Linked DNA regions of Mus musculus: region 2 is linked to region 1. A link is a contact called in public Hi-C data. All regions are on one chromosome and are shown on one strand. Each heading gives the region's core, a stretch centred on a gene start, on an enhancer-like site or on the middle of the called end of the contact. The rest is flanking DNA. Distances are from core to core; before and after follow the strand shown.

Region 1 (5,072 bases), core at 1,053-3,552:
CCAGACACACCAGAAGAGAACATCTGATCCCATTAGAGGTGGTTGTGAGCCACCATGTGGTTGCTGGGAATTGCACTCAGGACCTCTGGAAGAGCAGTCAGTGCTCTTAACCACTGAGCCATCTCTCCAGCCCATCAAGATGGCTCTTAACTCTCCAAAATTTGTGTGCAATCAACCAGGGAGCTTTTCTAGCAGCGAGGGAGGTTCTTATCCACCCACCTGGCTGACAGCCAAGCTGGGCCTCCTGTGGGGGCACTGATCTTGGTCCTACTGCCTGTACCCCATCCCCTGGTCATTTACTGCATTCCATCTCAGTAGAGACCTGTAGCTTAGAGCTCAGGAGCTGAGGACAGCATGAGGCTTTCCCCTCTTCCCAGTAATTGGCATCCCATTGTAAATCACTCTAGACACAAGGCATGCACATTGTTCACTATGTGTGATGGCAGCCACCATCTTCTGCGGCAACCAGTCACTATTTCTATATACCCGGAAGTGTCCCATCTGTCAGAACCACCCCATACCCGACACTTCTCCACCTGCCACCCCCTCCAAGGCTTCTTCTGATGCCCACAGATCCTTCTATCATCCCTCACAGGCCCAGCTCTACATCAGAGAGCTCTCGTGTCAGAAGCTTCCATCCCCATCTTTTTATCTTCCTCCCTGCCACCTGGGACATGACACTTCTGGGACACTTTTTCCAGCCACTGCATTAATGAGCATCCTCAGTACGTCTCCATCCCTTAGACCCCATCAGTCTCCTCTGCAGCTTACAGCGGCTTGCTTTAACCACTGGCTTGTTGCTCATCTGTCTTCTGGGAAAGGAGAGTTGAAGCTACGCGTGTGCCCCTGGCATGACAGATCCAGGGGCCGTGTGCACCTTTCAAGGCAGGAGACAAGTTTGGAGGTGACAAGAGACCTGCTGAGGTCGGTGACTATTGTCCTCACAGGGATCTTGGCTGGAATTCCTCAAACCCCCACAGCGTGTCAGAGCTGTGCTGACCTTGGACACAGGATCTGGAACTGGTGAGCTATCAGTCCTCCACAGATGGGACCCAGAGTCTCCGCCATGTCCAGGCACGCGTGGATATTGATCCCTCGACAAGTGTCCACAGCCCACTGCCAGCAGGTCCGTATGCAAACCATGTAGGAGTGATTCTGGCACAGTCTCTTCTCCCTCCCTGCCTGCCCTCATAGCAAGTTCCTCTCCCACCTGAATCAGCCAGAGCTGCCGCCCCTGTGCGTCCATCCTCACTGTGATTTCTATGCAGACACACGTGACCTCAACATTAAACAGCTTAGCCCTCCACTGCGGAATTCTCTACTGGCCCTCCAGCTGCTCTGAAAGCCCAGTTCCAAGCTCATGTCTGCTATATCCTCCCTGCTACACACACACACACACACACACACACACACACACACACACACACACACGACAGATAGACAGACAGACATGCCTGCAGATCCAGGACTTCCCTTCTGTACGTCAAGCGTGTCTGTCACACTTCTGCCTCAGGTCTTTTTACACATGCAGTTCCCTGGGTCTGGACTGCTTTGCCTAGATATCTACTGGGGTGACCTATAATTTCCTACAAATGTTCAAATCTCTCCTAACTGTACACTACTAGTATGTACGGTCCAACAACTACATGGAAAAAGGAAGGAGGAAGGAGGGAAAGGGGAGGGAGGAAGTACGCCACACTGCCATTTTTGTTCCAGGGCCATCAGTCTCGTGGGTGCCCAGGAGCAAGCCAGATGGAAGCAGAGTCCAGGGGAGGGTGCTGTTCCACCCACAGTCTCCAAGGCAGGTGCTCTAGATGTATAAGCATCATGTCTGGAAGCCCCTTTCCCAGCCCCTCTCTAACAGACTCTTTCCACCCCTAAGCCCTGCCTTCCCACCTGCCCTCTGGGACAAGGACCTAAGAGTAACCAAGGTAAGGTAAGACAGTCCTTCTAGCAATCCTCCCAGTGCCCCACGGTGATCACCTCTGCCAAGCAGTGTTACCACCCTGAAGAGAGGAGAGGCCCAGGCAGTGTGTCCTCGGGCTCTCTGCGCATCGGCCTTGCTTCCCATCAGAATCGGGAGCATGGCATGTTCGCACCTGATGGAACGCCCTGTGTCTCCTGCCGCCTGGGTGTTTCACTGTGATGCTGCTACTCCGCACCTGGGGTGACCACCAACCCAGGACAGTGTCACCTGGTGTCCCCTCTCTAGCACCCTTGTTCTCGAATGGGGTTTGGGTTTCACATACAGCAGCTAGGGCCCCAAAATAGCATATGGCCACTTGCTGGTATCAAAAAAGGAAGTGAGAGAGGTGTGCTTCTTCCCCTTGGTGGAAAGGGCCTCTTTTGCAGCGACTTTCGGTTGTTCCCCAGGGCCTTGCTGACTTGATTCCTGCCTCATCCTCCGGTGGGAGACAAAGGCTCCCCTGAAGAGGAAGGCAGGTACACAGGAGGATCCTCTCTATATTACATTATTCCTGTGAACCCCAAAGGGGACATGCTCTGTAAAGAAAATTCCTGGAAGCAGAGTGACCTGTACCAGCCTAGTATCTGGCCAGCTTGAAACACCATGTTGCTAAGGGACAGAGTGAATCACATCTGAGGACTGAAAATAGCTAGAAATATTTCCATATCATACATTCTGAAGTGTTTTAAGTACCCCCCCCCATAGTCCCTAATGTTAAGGATAAGAAGATTCTCAGAAACTGATATCATTTAGTTGGTTTCATGGGTCCTTTAAAATCTCTTGTGGTTCAATTAAAATTGCAGACCATCCAGTTCCCCTATGGGAAACCGAGGTCAGGCACTCATCCCCTGAGGCTACTGTAGAAACAGCTGCTACTTTTAGCAGGATGTTCAGCTTGAAGGAAAAGTTGCAAGGATCTATTTTGTCCTCGCATGTATTCTGTATTCGGAACATAACAGGATAAGGCTGGAAAAGTAAGAGTGGCAAGTGGTGAGAGGATGCAATTTATCCCCGATTATGCCTTACGGAACCCCATCCAGGAAGCAGTTTGGAGCTGATGATCTGCACTTCACTGAATCCAGTCGCCCTTAGAAACACCGTCCTCCCCGTAGGCTTTCTGCTTGGACTGATGCATGTGGGAAGAAGGAAATGAGTTTATCTTGCTAAATTGTTCTTGCAGCTTCTTGAATGACCCCAAGCCTGCAGGCCTTCTCAAAAGATGTCGTAGTTTGACTCCGGGTCAAGGCCAAACTGTATCTTCTGTTCTTGTTTTGATATTACAGGCAATTAAAAATTGCTTTCACCAAAAAGCATCAGCTCATCACTTGAGCACAAAGCAACCAAAAGCAGAAAGCAAGCCTGGGGTCACGGCCTTCATTTTGAGTTCTTTCCTTTACCTCGGGTCGGATTTCTGCTTGGCTCTACACCTGCGTTACAAAATTACAAAGGTTACAAAAATGTTACAGAGTTACAAAGGTGTGTCTGCCTACCTCCACTGTCTCCGCTGCCTTCCAAGCTAAAGGCACAAAGGGAAGTAATTGTTCTAAACCTGTGTCTCCTTGGGTCCCAGGAACAACAAAACCTAGGGAGGCAGACACCCCACCTCCAAGATGAAGATAGTTATCCACTGGGGTGAGGCTGCAGCCTGGAGCAAGAGTCATCTCAAAGGAACAGGCTTGCTTTCCTCAAGTGACAGAGATTGCAGCTCCTTCAGAACTACCTTGTAGGACAAAGGCTGAGATAAATAAATAACCAAACCACACATCGACCAAGACTACTTAATTATGCTTTTTTTTTTTTTGTAGCCCTGGCTGTCCTGGAACTCACTCTGAGAACCAAGCTGGCCTCAAACTCAGAAATTCGCCTGCCTTTGCCTCCCGAGTGCTGAGATTAAAGGCGTACGCCACCACGCTTGGCTTAATTTTTAATGTGTATGACTATTTTCCTGCATGTATGTATGTGTACACATACGTACTTGGTGCCCATAGAGTCTAGAAGATGTCATCGAATTCTTGGAATTGGAGTTACAGAGAGTTCTGAGCTACGATGTGGGTGCTAGAATTGAACCCAAGTCCTCGGGAAGTGCGGCAAGTACTTTTAACCACTGCGCCGGCTCTCCAGCCCCTAATTATGTATAAACTTTAACCCTATTTCAATTTCTCCTCTGTTTAAGCCTAAATTTCATGTTCATACTTGGGAGGCAAATGTGGGGTGACTGACCCATTTATCTGCGTCTCTTCCCACGGTATGGATTAAGTTTTTCTCTGCTTTACACTGTTGCTTGTCTCTTTAGTTGGTGTTGAGATGAGTGACTAGGCTAAGCCAGTTGCAGCTGCCAAAATGTGCTTTTGCCCCTAAACTCCAGTTGCACCAGAAGCACTTCAGGTAGCATTTATAAACGGTGTAACTAGCTTTAGACACGATCAAAACATCTTCTTCCTAAAACCTCCAGGGAAGCACTTAGTGAACACAGAAGCTCAGAATCACCAGGTTCTAGATGCTTCCGCCGTGTATTATTATGAAGACAAAATATTTATTCTTCACTGTATAAATTTATTCCCAGTCCCTTTTAAGGAGGGATTCTCTAAGAATTTATCCCCAAGTCTGGAAGTAGCAGCATAAGCCTTTAATCCCAGCACTTGGGAGGCAGAGAGAGGTGGATCTCTGTGAGTTTGAGTCCAGCCTGGTCTATGAGTTCCAGGACAGCCAAGACTACATGGAGAAACCTTGTCTCAGAAAAACCAACCAACCAACCAAAAGCAAGAAAATGTCCCCTATATCTCTGTCTTCCCTTGCATTAATTTTTAATGAATCTTTTCAATATATATGTATTCTGGTCTGGAAAATACTTCTACTCTCAAGCCTTTACTCACCCCATTGCTCCTGCCACACCTTGATGCCCCATAGAGAACTCTCTCCTTGACTCCCTTGGCCTCTTTATCCTGGAGATTGGTTGTTGATCCAGCCATGGGCATGAAGGCTTCATGTTAGGGTTGTGCTCCAGTGAGACCAAAACCTATGAGCTAAGGTGTGCCTTGCTGGAGGCCTTACTGAAGGCTCATTTGCAACTGAAAGACACTGGCTGAGGCTAGTCTGTGGCAGATTC
Region 2 (5,176 bases), core at 1,224-3,723, 530 kb before region 1:
TACAGGACATAGGTCCGAAAGAACGATGACTGGAGCCAGAGGCTCTGCCTGGAAGCCAGAGGTGATGGGAGAGCAGAGGAGTTCAGGAGTGGCTAGAGGCTGGAGGAAGAGGCAGGCTGACTCTGCAAGACAGATCAGCACCACCCTCATTTTGATTCCTCTTGAAAGAAAGATGAAATTTCAAGACCTGTAAGTCATATAAACTACTCAGAAATTGCTGGTTGTTTGTGAGCCTAGAGGCTGCCTGGGGCTGAGAATAAAGAAAAACAAACCTGGGTATGCCCCGTAGTTAAAACATTCCTGGGAACAGCTTAACCTTAAAGATAAACAGGAATGTGAAGACATAGCAGGGCTATCTGAACTGAGTCAACAACTCACAGAACTCTGACACCCTGCACATACATGTAATTTTTCTGCTGATGTTTGAATAAGCCAATAGTGTGTTGCTATGCTGAATTCCATACCCCTAAGCCCCTTACCCCATAAAAACCCCTAGCTTTCGAGCCTCGTGGCCGACATCTGTTATCTCCTGTGTGGGATGCATGTCGGTCTGGAGCTCCATCATTAAACGACCTCATATAATTACATCAAGGCGTTCTGTTCTGTTCTGTTCGTGATTCTTGGGTGCACGCCAGATCGGGAATTGAGTGGGGATTTCCCCACTAGGTTCTATCACTCTCAGCTTAGTCTACACAGTGAGTTCCAGCCAGCCTGAGCTACATGGTAAGATCTTACCTCAAGTAAAATAAATTATTAAAGGTGGTGCACACCTTTAATCTTAACATCCAGGAGGCAGAGGCAGGTGGGTCTCTGAATTTGAGACTAGCCTGGTCTACATTTTGAGTTCTAGGACAACCAGGGCTGTACCAAGAAACCCTGTCTCGAAAAGTAAACAAACAACAAATAAATATTATAATAATAATAATGATAATAATAATAATATAAAGAGAAAGGAAAAAAGGAAGAAGAAACCTTATCAACAGGGCTGGGTATAGCTTAGTAGGTACAATGCTTGACTAGCATGCACCTCAGCATCACTTAAACTGGGCAAGGTGGTACATGACTGTAACCCCAGCACTCTGGAGACTGAGGCTGGAAGATCAGATGTTGAAGGCCATCCTTGGAAGTTTAAGGCCATCTTGAACTTTCATGGACTACATGAAACCCTGTCTTTAAAAAAAGAAAAAAAAAAAAAAAGCCAGGCGTGGTGGCACATGCCTTTAATCCCAGCACTCGGGAGGCAGAGGCAGGCAGATTTCTGAGTTCGAGGCCAGCCTGGTCTACAAAGTGATTTCCAGGACAGCCAGGGCTATACAGAGAAACCCTGTCTTGAAAAACCAAAAAAAAAAAAAAAAAAGAAAGAAAGAAAGAAAAGAAAGAAAGAAAGAAAGGAAAGGAAGTGGAGGCATTTAAATAGTGAAACTTCAGAAGCCACAAATCCATATTCATGGCTACTGTTAAGACATTTAGGTGGCGTTCTCTCTTGAGGAGCCCAAACTCATACTTGTAGTGTGTAGTCTTAGCACTCCTACACTAGGCTGAGAGGCAGATAGGGTAATTCTGAGAGCTCTCCAGCCAGCTGGTCTAGATGGAGCACACAGCAGAAAGAAAGACCCTGCCCCCAATAAGGCAGGAAGTGTGAACCGACATTCAGGTTGTCAACTGAGCTCCGTGCACATTCTGTGGCACACGTGTGTACAATCACACATGTATGCACACGCTAAATGGCACTTCTACCAACAAACCCTTTCTTTGCAGACTCCAGATCTGTTTATACAGGTTGGGTCTGAAACCCTTGTGTGCTGTGAAGTCAGATCCCAGCTCTCCCTGAGGGGGGACCTCTGACGAGCTCCTGGTTCTGCTGGGTGGCTGTGTGGAGCTGTGTCTCCAGCACCTGCTCCAGCTGCTGCTAACTTGTCTGAGTTTCTTGTCACCCTCAGCAGGTAAAGGCGCAAGCCACCAAATCTGACAACCTGAGTGTGAGCCTAGAACCCACAAGGTGGAAAGAACCAACTCTTTAATGTTGTCCTCAGGCCTCCAGCCGTGCACATGCATGCACATGTGTGTAAACACGTGATTAAAAATGAAAACGTTTAAAGGGCAGTTCCATTCAGCTGTCACCCGAAGTAGACAACTCACTGAGATTTTTGGTCAAATACCAGTCACCATCTGTGGTTAGAGCATATCCCAAGTCTTCAGAGATTGCTCTACTGGGTCAGGAAGTCAGCAGAGACTCTAGCCCCACACTTATCCTCCATGTGGTGGTTTGAGCCAGAATGGCCCCTCTAGGCTCATATATTTGAATAGTTGGGCCCCAGTTAGTGGACCTGGAATGTTAGTGTCAGGACTCAGATGAGCTGGGAGAACACAGGTGCTGGAGTAGCCAATCAAAGCAACGAGCCACAAGTAGCAGCTAAGCCCCTCATCGCTCCAACCGCTACATAAGCAAGAGAAAGTGTCTCTGACACCTTCCTGTTTCCTTCCTGCAATGGGGCACGGTGGAGAGTCACGAGAAGCAGCAGTCCCGAGGGTATGTCACAGTGGGAGGAGCCCCATTGAAAGGCTAGCAAGAAAGGGTTGTCGTTCAGTTTCTCTTGCTGCAATAATAATTTTTTAAAAAGCAAGCAAACAAACAAACAAAAACAACCCTGATAAAAATCAGCTTAGGGGAGAAGGGGGTTACTGTAACTCACAATTCCAGTTTACAGCCAGACAGTGGTGATATAGCCCTTTAATCTCAGCTGTGGGAAGGTCAGAGGCAATCAGATTTCTACAAATTCAGCCTGATCTATAGAGCAAGTTCCAGGACAGCCAAGACTACAGAGAAACCCTGTCTCGAAAAATGAATCAAAACAACAACCAACAGTTTACAACTCATTGCTGCATGGAAGTCATAGCAATGGACTCTTGAGATAGCCACCCTAACACATGCACAATCAAGAGCACAGAGGAAACTAATTTATGAATGTTTGTTTGCATGCTTTTTTTATGATAAGCTTGATTTTGCACTTTTATACAATTCAAGACTCCCTGCCTAGAGAATGGTGCCGCCCACAGTGAGCTGGAGCTTCCCACCTCATCTAAGATGTGACCACAAACCAACCCAATACAAACAATCCCACACTGAGACTCTTCCCGGGTGATTCTAGGTTGTGTCAGATTAGCAAAGCGACTCATCCCTACCATCTTTATGCACGCAGATATAGGTAGGGCACTCAGACTGGCAACACCCTGGTTCTGAGTCAGAGTTGAGAATGTGTTTATAGGATTTTTCTTACCTCCTTCTTACAAGATAGCACCAGTGGAGGTGCCTGGAGAAGAGAAAAACAAAGGAAACAGCTGCTCTCATGCAAAGGACAGAGCAGCAGCTGTGTGGGCACCAGGTCTTTGACACCAGCTAAAGGACACAAAGCATGGACTTGTGGGGCCATGTGCCAAGGGCGGCTGCTCTCAAAGCATGCCCAGATAAGTCTGTGTTATTGTCACTGCCTGTCTTGTAAGATTGGAGCCAAGAGCCTTCGTTGTAACCAGAATGCCACCCAAGCACCCCAGTAGCACACAGAGGTTCCTGACCATGAAGGAGCCTCCTAGAATCTGGTAGTAGAAAGATCCCCAAAGGAGCTAGGCAGTGGTGTCACACACCTTTAATTCCAGCACTCAGGAGGTAGAGGCAGGTGTATCTATGAGTTCAAGGTCAGCCTACTCTACAGAGTGAGTTCCAGGACAGCCAAAATATACAGAGAAACCCTGGGGGGAAGGGGGACAGGCAGGGGGTGTCTCCAAAGGCTCAACCGTTAAAGGCTTTAACCACAGGGTGGCACTACTGAGAGGTGATGACATCTTTAGGGGTAGGGCCTAGGGGGAATGCCTGGATCCTGGGAAGTCATGTTGTCAAGGAGGTACTAGGATTCTTATGTCTTCTTGCTTATTTGCTCTCTGACCATGAGGTGAGCAGTTTGCTTCACCAAGAACTACCTGGGTGGGACCTTTCAGTCCAGCAGCTGTTGCTTAAGTTCCTTCCCAGGGGCTGCAAGCCACCTCCACCTCCTCCCAAGGTCCAAGGTAAGCAGGAGTCACCCAACGTTCATTCTGGGGAACAATGGAATCGCTGGGCTTCCTTACAGAACGTAGGTGAGGGGTTACCCACCAGGTATGAGTACTTCTCTCTCCCACGGTCACATCTGGAAAGCTTTTACCCAGCAGGATGAGGCCTTCCCCATAGCCACGGAGCTAGAGCCCCCCCACCCCGTTGGTGCTTGTCCCCTGCCCCCAGCCCCAGGCCACTTGAAATTGAGATAAAATAGAATACAACAGACTTACCGGGGTGTGACTCGAGGGCAGCTGCCCTTGGCACATGGCCCTACAAGTCTATATAATATGTGACTGCTGGATACTCACTCAGATGAGGGTCTTGTGACCCTCCCTGTGCCTCCATGAGAGACTGTAAGCAGTCAACCAGCCCAGATTAGAATGATCTTTGTAAGGGAGCATAGCTGAACTCCCCCAAGTGATGGTCTCTTGACTCAGAGGACGGTCACTTACAGTGCATTCTTTCTAGCTCCACCTTCTACAGGGTCCCTGAGCCAGGGATGAGGTAGCATCGACGACTGACAATGCTCTCCTTGCCTGCCTATCCACTCTATCTCCAGACCATGGTGGTTGGGGGTTGTTCGTATTTCTCCAACTACAAAACACTGGTGCCCACAGTTGTCTAATTTCCTGGTACTAGATGTGACTCCCCACCTGTGACTGGCCTTGAGTCCACTCAGAAAGTTGGGTCTGGCTATAACCACCTGTCCACTATTGTACTAGCCGACACGTCTTGTCTGACATTTCTATCACGAAGCATGCAGGATCCACAGCTGAGTAGGACTTTGGGCCTTAATCCTCCCCAGCATTCTTAGTGGGGACTCTGGCACTCCAGGAGTTGCTCTCAGGAAGGAGAGACTTTGGACCCAGCCCTGCCTTTAATTCTCCAAGTCAGCAGCCAAAATGTACAGCCCCTTCAGCAATAGGATGTCACCATTCAGGCCTGGAATGCAGCCCACTGTGGCAATAGCCTTTATTGTTTGAGGGCTCCTAGGGTCTCTGTGGCCAACAGCTCCTAGCGAGGTGACCTGTTCTTAACACCGGTGTTCCCAGTTGACCACCTTGTGGCTTCCGGCTGTGTAGTCTT

The links. A called contact is a pair of places that touch in the nucleus more often than the background predicts.
Region 2: a Hi-C map of B cells shows a contact between it and region 1, with 2.7 times the contacts expected there. The contact joins two enhancer-like sites. A contact is called at or near these places in 6 of 484 Hi-C or Micro-C datasets (B cells, brain, cerebral cortex and 1 more) and 1 of 115 datasets of contacts at active chromatin or transcription factors (astrocytes).

Annotation. Positions count from the first base shown.
Region 1 is chr11:61,106,296-61,111,367 of GRCm38.p6, reverse strand. No RefSeq gene overlaps it. Among named protein-coding and RNA genes, the nearest start is that of Tnfrsf13b, 18 kb to the left of the region's middle. Within about 2 kb of position 2,302, at least 49 of the 459 cell types and tissues checked have an H3K27ac peak or open chromatin away from gene starts, as enhancers often do. A contact at or near this core is called in B cells, where this site is marked.
Region 2 is chr11:61,636,253-61,641,428 of GRCm38.p6, reverse strand. No RefSeq gene overlaps it. Among named protein-coding and RNA genes, the nearest start is that of Grap, 14 kb to the left of the region's middle. Within about 2 kb of position 2,473, at least 46 of the 459 cell types and tissues checked have an H3K27ac peak or open chromatin away from gene starts, as enhancers often do. A contact at or near this core is called in B cells, where this site is marked.